Regions from separate parts of the Gossypium hirsutum genome. Here region 1 is linked to region 2. A link is a contact called in public Hi-C data. All regions are on one chromosome and are shown on one strand. The core of a region is the stretch at or near the end of the contact, and the rest is flanking DNA. Distances in the headings are between cores, read along the strand shown. Region 1 holds the start of LOC107953017 (transcription factor PHYTOCHROME INTERACTING FACTOR-LIKE 15). Region 2 holds the start of LOC107953029.

Evidence for each region. A called contact is a pair of places that touch in the nucleus more often than the background predicts.
Region 1: a Hi-C map of leaf shows a contact between it and region 2, with 1.8 times the contacts expected there. The contact joins the promoter of LOC107953017 here to the promoter of LOC107953029 in region 2. A contact is called at or near these places in 2 of 34 Hi-C or Micro-C datasets (both in leaf).

What each region holds. Positions count from the first base shown.
Region 1 is chrA07:28,221,473-28,226,427 of Gossypium_hirsutum_v2.1, forward strand. LOC107953017 (transcription factor PHYTOCHROME INTERACTING FACTOR-LIKE 15) reads left to right here and starts at 2,213. Exons shown (of 7, transcript XM_041117898.1): 1 at 2,213-2,980; 2 at 3,077-3,794; 3 at 3,879-3,989; 4 at 4,100-4,165; 5 at 4,272-4,337; 6 at 4,428-4,930. The coding sequence starts at 2,949. The coding sequence ends at 4,856. LOC107953018 (meiosis-specific protein ASY3) reads left to right here. Exons shown (of 9, transcript XM_016888246.2): 9 at 410-809. The coding sequence ends at 478.
Region 2 is chrA07:27,622,077-27,627,361 of Gossypium_hirsutum_v2.1, forward strand. LOC107953029 reads left to right here and starts at 1,703. Exons shown (of 1, transcript XM_016888256.2): 1 at 1,703-4,097. The coding sequence starts at 1,841. The coding sequence ends at 3,970. It also overlaps the pseudogene LOC107953030.

The DNA of each region.
Region 1 (4,955 bases), core at 963-3,462, 600 kb after region 2:
ATAATTCAGGTATGGTCTGTGTAGTCCATTCACTATGCGGGGTATCTACTGGCCAAAATACTTGGTTGTGGAATATAGCCATACATCACAGTTAGCTGACCTTGGTGAGAAGGTTAGGTACATTACTTGGGGGCCACTAGACAGTGGAGTCATTTGGGCTTGAAATCTATGCTGTTGAGTATAATGCTTCTATCGAATTTGCTCGCTAAGTGCCTGCTTAAATAAGAAGCTTATTATATTTGACGAGAGTTTATACTGGGATACTGTTGCTACTTGCTTCCTCACCTTATGTGGAGTCCTCATACTTAAGATGGAGCTTATAGACTATATAAATTCTTGGATATAAATTAGAATTGAATGTTATCTATATAGGTTGATTAATACATTTTATCATCCTAACTTAATGCAGTCAGCAAGGGAAAAGATGCTCCAGCTGAAACATGTAATAGCCGAGTGCTTGAAAGACAGTAAATACTGAACCAAAAGAGGTCCGATGAGCAGACTTCCATTTGTCCCAGGAACTAAGAAGTCGACTTTGTAAATTTGACCGTCCTTAAAATTTTCCTGATACCTTGTCCATCTCTCAATTGTTCAATAGAACCTTATCTGTAATAGTGAACATATCATTTTGCTTTCCGAGTGGCCTGTAACTTGCATTTGCGGGAGCTTTGGCATTTATAACTATGGTGTTCCATTATTTAACTTACAATCATCCTCCTGTCCAGGGGCTGCTGTTGTTCATGATTTAAGCAACTACATCTACAATCACGGTGAGATATAAGTATTTGATTTTCTTTTTTTTTCCTCAATTCTATTTTCCTAGTGCACGCCCCCACCATATGCTGTTTGGTGTGATGTAACGAAATTGATTACCAATTATAACTTCCGGTCTTTTTCATTAGTGTTTAAACAATGTGGAGTCTTTGTTAGGTTGAGCACTATTACAAGAGACCCTGGCAGAAACTTTCTGGGGTTTCTAAGGCACACACGTCAGCCTTGAAATCGGAAGACTTAAAAATATTTCGGGCATATTCTACAGGAGATTAGATTAGGTTCTACATCTGACACTTCTTTAATGTCCGTTGAGTTGGGAACTTTCCTTATCATCATCATTATGGTGGCCTCGGCCCCTTCCTTAGAACCGTCGCTGTCCCCCTGGTTTTATTCAAGGACTGGTCACGGTTTTGTTTGGTCTACACTTGTTAAATCTTGCCTGGAAGTGGAAAATTTAATCCTAAAGGAAAGGAAAAAAATTATTTTTTTAAAGTTCAAAGACAAGGAAACATGGGCCACGTGAACCATTGGTGATCACGTGAAGTACACGCTTTCTTCTTTTTTCTTCTTCTCAGTGAAAGGATTTTGATACGAAATTCAAAGGTGGTGACTAACTGATAAATTGGGTTACATGTCGCCACTTGGCGGTGGCTCCACTTTGGACTGTGGCTAGTCCTGGTCCTGAACCCCCCAACCCACGTGAGTGTCTTAGATTCCATTATGGGCTCATACAAAATTTTGCCCACGTCTTACTCAGCTTACGAACTTTCATTTTTAGTTTCAAGATAATGAAAGATGATTCGTCACTATCCCCTTCATTGGCATGTTTGTTGTCGATTACCATGAACTTATAGTATGATTAATCAGATAATTTTAAAAATTCACTTCTCTTTTGAATTAAAAAATCACTCTTAATTCAATAAGAAAATATCATATAATTTCACAAAAGAAAACAATAAAATATCATATCATATTGTTTTAAAGTGTATGAATAATAGGATGTATAAACAAATACTAAATTAATTTTTATCATTTTTTTAATTTTAATAAACAAACAAATAAAATAAGAAAAATTCAAGGATTGGTTTACTTTTAAGATTGAAAAATGTTTTTTTGAAAAATTTAATAATGTTTATTATTACTATAAAAAAACGCTTTTGAAAAAGTATTATAATAAGATAAAAGAAATTCATTAAAAAACATTTTTTCAAAAATTAAAAAGTTTAATTTTTTATTTGAATTCAAATCTCAATTTAAAATCAAAATTTATTTTCTTGCTTAAAATTCCTATCTAAAGTTGGCCTGTAAATCGAAGGGGACTTTACGGCCAAATGAAATTAAAATGCTGTCTATCACCATAGCTTCTACCAGAAGACATGAAAGGACAAGATATTTAATTTATATTTATAATTTGAAAGCCAGTCAAATATCAGTACGTCACCATTCAAGAACATCTCTTTCTCTTCTATTTCGCTTCCGCTGCCTAATTTTTTTTTTTGGGGGGAGACTAAAGATGCTTCTATTCTGCCTAGGAACCGATCGAAAGAAATGGTCCAGCTCCCTTTACATTGAAGAAACTTCTCTTTTTCCAGGGAGTGAGTCATTAGTTAAAATACCACAATTTAATGGTCCCAAAAATCTCAAAAATGACGAATTATTTTTAGGAATATCTTCTCTTTGCTGGTGGGTCAATGAACTTGGCCTCCTTCTCCAGTGTGGATACCTAACCTCCACGCAACAACATATTTAAGATTAGACAGGCTTCAATTTTTTGTGGACGCCTCATTTTTCACCACAGGGTTCTTCCAAATCCCACCGTCTTATCAGTGTTGTGTAATAATTTTACAAAGAACCCACTATTTCTAGTGCTTGATTTGATTCCCATTTTCACTTTCATTCATTTCTAGGATTTCCAGCATCTTAGCAGGTAAGAGCCCCCTCTAAACATGTCTATGTGGGGTTTTCTCGTTGGTTGGGTAGTACAGAAAGACCATCTATATGATTTCTATTCAACTTTTTTCCCTTGTCCTTTATCACCACTGTTCTTCCTTTGGAAAGAGAAAAAAAGACTCCTGGTCATGAAAATGGAGATTAATTTGTTGGCAGAATCTCATTGTTGAGCATTATTGATGTAGGATAGGTAGGCTAGCTACATTCAGCTGCAAACACCAAGGATGACATCCGACTTGCCTAATGGACCTTTCATGTATGATTTTCTTTGTGATTCTTTTTTCCCAAGCTCTCTACTATTTTGTTATTTATGCATTGAATTTATTGATTGAAGTTTTTTCTAATAATGCAGGCGCGATCCTGATTTCATGGAGCTGGTATGGGAAAATGGTCAAGTTCTCATTCGAGGTTTATCGTCCAAGGTAACTCAAAAGAGTTTCCCGTTCTCATCGCGTTCTACTGCGAATGGATCAAAGGATGGGGGGGTTGCAGATTCCACCTTCGCCCATCCCATATCAGGTCTCTCCAGTCTCTCAAAACTGGATCGTCATGGCGTGGATGCTAATATTGTTCCAGTAAACAACTTCAATCGTTTAAAACCAAGCTACGTGCCCAATCAACTTGTAGAAGACGAGGTACCTTGCTCTTCCTTGCAGCAGTTTAAGGGATCAAAGGAGGAAAAAGATAGGGTGAACTTTTCCATCTTAAGATCAAACCATGCAAGCTCTGGTGCAATGCGCACTCCAGGATTAGCTGCAGGTGCTGAGGATTTACAAGGCAATAATGTCAGATCTGCGCCTCCAAGGAGTAGCAATATTCCCTTCGGAAATGAAGGTGATTTCATGGCGAAGCGAATGAGGCCAACGTTACCAGATTCTGAGCCTCTAAAAGAATCATTCCCTGACGAGCAATCCGAAGCTGTTCCAAATGCGAGATTAGCGCCGGATGATACAGCTTTTAAGGGAAATCCAGACCAAATGGTGGCATCGTCTTCATTATGTTCCCGTGGGGCTTCAAATTGTCCCACGTACACTTTGAAAAGGAGATATGAAGACACTGATCTCAGTAAAGTATGTATTATCTTGTCCATAAGAAAATATAAAATATTACAGTGAACTTAATTCTAATTCAAAGGATGTCAATATGTGGTGCAGAATACAACAATGGAAGAAGCCGAAGGAACAACAAAAGCAGCGCCAGTTCCACGGGGAAGCAAAGGTGCTAAGAGAAAGAGAAAAACAGAAGTTCACAACCTATCTGAACGGGTAAGATCAGTAGCAGGCAACCACGAAAAATTAACTAATATTTTGAAAAGTAAAAAAGGGAAAAAAAACGAAATCTGATAAGCTCTTGGGTATCTTATGCTTATATGTAGAGGCGAAGAGATAAAATCAACAAGAAGATGCGTGCATTGAAAGAGCTTATACCCAACTGTAATAAGGTAAGTACAAAAATCCATATTCACTCCTTCAACCTTTTGTTCTAAGCTTTTCTACTATTATCTAACTTTGACTTCTCTCGGTTACTCCGGTCGACGTGTGACTTAGGTGGATAAAGCTTCGATGCTTGATGAAGCAATCGAGTATTTAAAGACCCTTCAGCTTCAAGTTCAGGTATAGCCATTCCACTGCTTGCATTACAATTTTCTTCTTTTTAGATTCATATAGTCAAATGAGGGCGTTAACCATGGGATATTGGAACAGATGATGTCAATAGGAAATGGAGTATATATGCCACCGATGATGGTCCCTTTGCCTTCGGCAATGCAACATATAAACGCACAGCATTTGGGTGGGTATTCTCCCATGGCACTTGGGATGGGTATGAGAACGCAAATGGGTCTTGGGTGCGGCGCCCCACCACAGTTCCCAACTTCACTAATGACAGGAGCCCCAGCTGTGCCTGGGAATCCGGAAGCTAGACTCATCATGCTTGGGTTCCCTGATCAGATGTTACTAAGGTCCATGTCACATTCACCTTTTTTATCTTCGGCTGCTAGTTTCACCCTACAGTCGTTCCAGCCACCTGCGGCTGTGGTTTCGCAATCTGCTGCTCCTCCTGCGGCGCAAGTGGATCTTCTAGGTGGTGCTAATCCACTTTCGACACCTAAGGATTCATATCCAACACATTAACTCAATGAATACTCAACACCAATTCCATTTCTGATGACTTCCAAAAGCACTCCTCGCTGGCCTCCTGTCATCAGGTTTGTCCACTTGCCAGTTGCCATT
Region 2 (5,285 bases), core at 453-2,952:
GCCGAGTTCTATGATGCGTTATGTTTGTAGAGATTAGAATGCTCAAGTTTTGTATGGCTTCCCCTCATTAAAAATTGTGAGATGCATTTTCTATTTCACTTTGAGACCTATCATTTGCAAATTCACTTGTGAAAAAGGGTAAATGGCAAGCATGTTCTTTTAAGCATGCGTAACTTCCCTACCCTTCTTTTTTTCATCATATCATGAACTTTTACTTTCGCAGTTGAGGATCTGAACTTGAATGCTGTTGAGTCATTGCAAGGACTTCCTTATATAGCTATTGGTAAACATCTCTGTGGCCCAGCAACAGGTAAGTTATTATACCTGCATTTTCACAATGATTGTTATAATTGATCCAACGAAATACTAGAGCGGTGAAAAGCATTCTCTACTGTCTCCCACTATGTTGAAACTTTTCACTACAGATTTGACACTTAGATGCTGCCTGGCAAATGAAAGGAATGCTGAACAATGTGGAGTTAATTGTTACTTGAGAGGTCTTGCAATAGCAACATGCTGCCATCACCTTTGCCAATGGAAACACTACATAAGTAATCCAACTTTCTGCCTCTATAACATCTATATAAAAATTCACGATATCTTTTCCTCGTAAACCAATCGTATAACGTGCTTGGCTCTACAGATAAAAAATACTTAACTAGTTTGGGTATTAGCAAAGAAGAATTCCATGCAATTACGTGGTTTACCAGTTGGGCAGTCGATGCTGATCATGGTTCAGATCTTTCTGACGTTATTGATATCAAATTGCATCCAGAATCAATGTAATATAGCTTCTTCTTTTTTTCCCTTATGGCCATACCTTTATAACATTGAGGATGCTAAGAAAAGTGGCATTCCATTTTGAGCATTTTCTCGCAATTTCCTTCTAAAAGCAGATTCATTTTCTTGTGACAGTGAGGGGGAAGAATGTAATGGGGATGCAAATGGAGTGGAAGCCATTGCAAAGAATATGAAAGCCATTGAGAGGGCAAAGCTAGGTTTCATGTGCAAGAAGATAATTGATATGGGAAGGTTAATGTGGCTCAAGGAACATGGACTCCGAACTCGGCTTGTTAAGTATGTTCCATCAAGCATCTCTCCAGAAAACCATTTATTAATAGCCAGACATGTCGGTGGTCGCTAAGTTGCATGGCTTTTTCCCTCTCATCTGACATTGTATAACTAAAAACAACAATTTTGTATTGAATTATATCATGTTCGGGATTCAAATGCCTTTCTTCTTTGAATATGTATCAGAATTTGTCATTTCGTTCTAATAGTCTTCTGTTTTTTTCTAGTGGAAAAGTAGAGAGCCGTGACATCTAAAAATTAGTGGTGTCCCCCCCCCCCCCAATATGATGTTGTATAACTAAAAACAACAATTTTGTGTTGAATTGTTATGTTCGGGATTCAAATGCCTTTCTTCTTTGAATATGTATCAGAATTTGTCATTTCGTTCTAATAGTCTTCTGTTTTTTTTCTAGTGGAAAAGTAGAGAGCCGTGACATCTAAAAATTAGTGGTGTCCCCCCCAGTATGATGTTGCATAACTAAAAGCAACAATTTTGTGTTGAATTGTTATGTTCGGGATTCAAATGCCTTTCTTCTTTGAATATGTATCAGAATTTGTCATTTCGTTCTCTGCTCCTCGTTGTTACTCCTGCTCTGCTATGAACAGCTGTTTTCTTACCAGTGGAAAAGTAGAGTGTTGTGGCATCTAAAAACTAGTGGAGGTTTAGGCGTTTATATTTCAGTAGCCAATCCTGACGTTTGACAGATAATTTTTTATATTAAAGACAACAAGGGATAAATTTTGGATTTAAAAATTCATAATTTCAAGAATGAAGATGATAAGACAAGCAAATTTGCGTCATCTCCTACGCAAGCAGGTAAACAACCGACGACCTGTCTACCTTTCCTCTCATCCATTCACTTCACTCTTAGGTAGTCGCCGCTTATTTAAAGCTGTAAATTTAGACACACTGACTCCTACCATGCCTAGTTCAATGGATCCTAAAGGCATCGTCGTCTTCACATCCGTTGGAAGGTCACAGTACGGCTTCGACATCTTCACCGTCAATCTTAATCAAACTCCCATCACAGGTTCGAACTCCGAACACCGCCTCACTGACGGTATTTCCATCAACTACAACGCTCAATTTGCAGACGAAGAACAGTCCATCGTTTTTATCTCTGAACGGTCGGGTTGCCCCCGGATTTACCTCACCCGCCGGGGCCTATCCAAGCCCGAGCAGCTTCCATCTGTTCCCGACAGCCTCTTCCACGATCGACCCATCATCAAAAGCCACCATCTTTACTTCATTTCAGCTCATGAACAACCTGATAAACCTTTCCAGAGCTGGTCCGCTCTTTATTCAACCGAGCTCCATGGTAAAAGGAAAATTATACGACTGTCTCCCTACGGGGTTGTTGACTATAGCCCTGCAATTTCAAAATCTGGAACATTTGTAGCCATTGCATCGTATGGTTCTCGTCCCTGGGAAGGTGATTTTCACGAGCTGAAAACGGATATCGTTGTTTTCCCAACGTCCGATCCGAATAATCGTTTGGTTGTTTGCAAGAGAGGCGGTTGGCCCACTTGGTCTGGTGACTCAACCATTTTCTTTCACCGCCAAACTGACGATGGCTGGTGGAGCATTTTCCGGGTACAATTTCCAGAAAATCCTCTTGAATTTTCTGAATTCCCAGTCCTTCCTCTCCGCATCACTCCTCCTGGTCTCCACTGCTTCAGTCCGGCAGCCTTCAACGACGGAAAACGAATCGCAGTCGCAACTCGGCGACGCGGCAAGTGTTACAGACATATCGAGATTTTCGACCTCGAGAGGAAAGTTTTTCACCCAGTGACGGAGTTGCTGAACCCAGCTTTTCATCATTATAACCCATTCGTCTCTTCCGACTCCGAGTCCCTCGGGTACCACAGGTTCAGCGGTAAGTCAATTGAGGGTGAGTCGAGGGTTCCACATCTGGAGCCAGTTGCGTCTCCCATCAAAGATCTAGGCATGCTGCGAATCAACGGGTCATTTCCTTCTTTCAGTCCCGACGGTAGTTTCCTAGCCTTGAACCCCGCTTTGGATGAAAATGGAGGCATTAAAGTTGTAAAATCGGACGGCTCAAAACGATGGACCTTGATCAAGGGCCGTGTGGCATTTTGCAACTCCTGGAGCCCAACGGAAAAATACGTGATTTACTCTTCCTTGGGTCCAATATTCGAGTCAACTAAAACGACTGTCCAGATCGCACGAGTCACATTTGAGCCTTCATATCTCAACAGTGATCTTCAAGAGATCCCGTGCGATGTAAAGATTCTCACGCGAGAAGATACAGGGAATAACGCCTTCCCGTCCTGCTCTCCCGATGGGAAGTCCCTCGTGTTCCGCTCAGGCCGTTCTGGACATAAGAATTTGTACATACTTGATGCGGTTGACGGCGAATTCAATGACGGTATACGTAAGTTAACTGATGGCCCTTGGATTGATACGATGCCCTGCTGGTCTCCTAACGGGGATCTCATAGCCTTTTCATCCAACATGCATAATCCGAATAACGTGGATGCCTTCAGCATTTACGTGATTAAACCCGACGGCTCTGATCTTAGGAGAATTTACGCGGCGGGACCGAAGGGATCGAATGACGTGGACATAGAGAGGATCAACCACGTGTGTTTTAGCCCGAATGGGGAGTGGCTGGTGTTCGCAGCTAACATAGGTGGCGTGATGGCTGAGCCGGTTTCGTTTCCAAACCAGTTCCAGCCGTACGGAGATTTGTATGTGATGAGGTTGGACGGGAGTGGATTGAGGAGGCTGACGTGTGATGGATATGAAAATGGGACGCCAACGTGGCATTTTGGGGGTGAGCTGGATATGAGGCGTTTGTGTCTAGGAAATGATGCTGGGGTTGAACTTACCGGTGAATTTGACGAACCACTGTGGATTACTTGTGATTTTAATTGAAGTTACTTTTGGAATATAATCAAGTAGAATTATATTTTATTTTTATTTTTATATTTATAAATATAAATTAAAAAAAAAACATTGTAAATATCACTATTATTAATAATAAAATGCGGACTTTTCTTTATTCTCATTTTCTTTTTGGTTTTTTTAATACTAAGAAAATATGAAATTGTGAAAATATAAAGTTATTAATAACGATATAATATTATTTTTGAAATAATGAAAGAAAAAGTAAATCTTAAATAAATTCTGTCAAAACACATTTTATATGTATATTAAATAAAATATAAACACATATTACACAAGATGAGTTAGTAAATTTCATATTAATTTACCTATTCAAATCACAAAACGAGTGAATTAATTAAGGATTAGTATGCAATTTTAGTTTTTTCTCTACTAGCTCCACTTTGATCTATACAATTATTTTATATAATAAATCAATACCAACATTTTTACAAAATATCTTGATATGTATGATGTTATAAATTCTATTTTTTTTATTTTCTTTCATATTTTACATTTTATTTAATTTAGACCCTAAACTCGGGATAGGCATAACTTTCAATCCATAGCTTCCGATTGAAATCCAACTTCATATATTCTCATTAGAGACTTTATGTTTTCTATTTCTAACATAATTTCATGATAAGTTTTATATTTATTCTTAGTCCTTAATGTAACAAAGTTAACAAACAAACTAAATTAATTTTACATCTAATCATTTTCATAATCTAAGCTTAAATTCTATCAATCAATAAATCAACAATGGAAGCTTTCTAAAATTTTAATAATTTATTAAATTGATACATGGGTTATAGCTAAATCAAGCTCCCATGAACTCAAATCTATAAAAATTACATACCTTGAATAATATTTGTTTGAATGTTGGAATGAATGAAAGTGTTTCTCTTTAAGTTTTTCTTTCTTTTGGACGGTGGCACAATATGGAATATGACAATCTTCCACTGTAGCAACTATTTATACCTAGTTTAGCTTTAATTTAGTTTAATTAACCTTGCTTAATTAACTAATTAAGATTTAATTAAGCATAAATTAATCATAATCAAGTCTAAGTGAATTATGCCATCATTAAGCACTATCTCATATTCTAAAATGGTTTATTTACCATTTTGGACCTGTAGTTAATTTCTATTTCAATTCCTAAGCCTTTTGTTAATTAAAATTCTATAGCGATTAGACTTTTATGATTTAGTCCCTAAGCTTTAATTAACTATTTAATTGAAAAAATTACTCGACCAGTCTTCGATATATTTTTATATTACCTACGTAAATATTCATATTTGATATC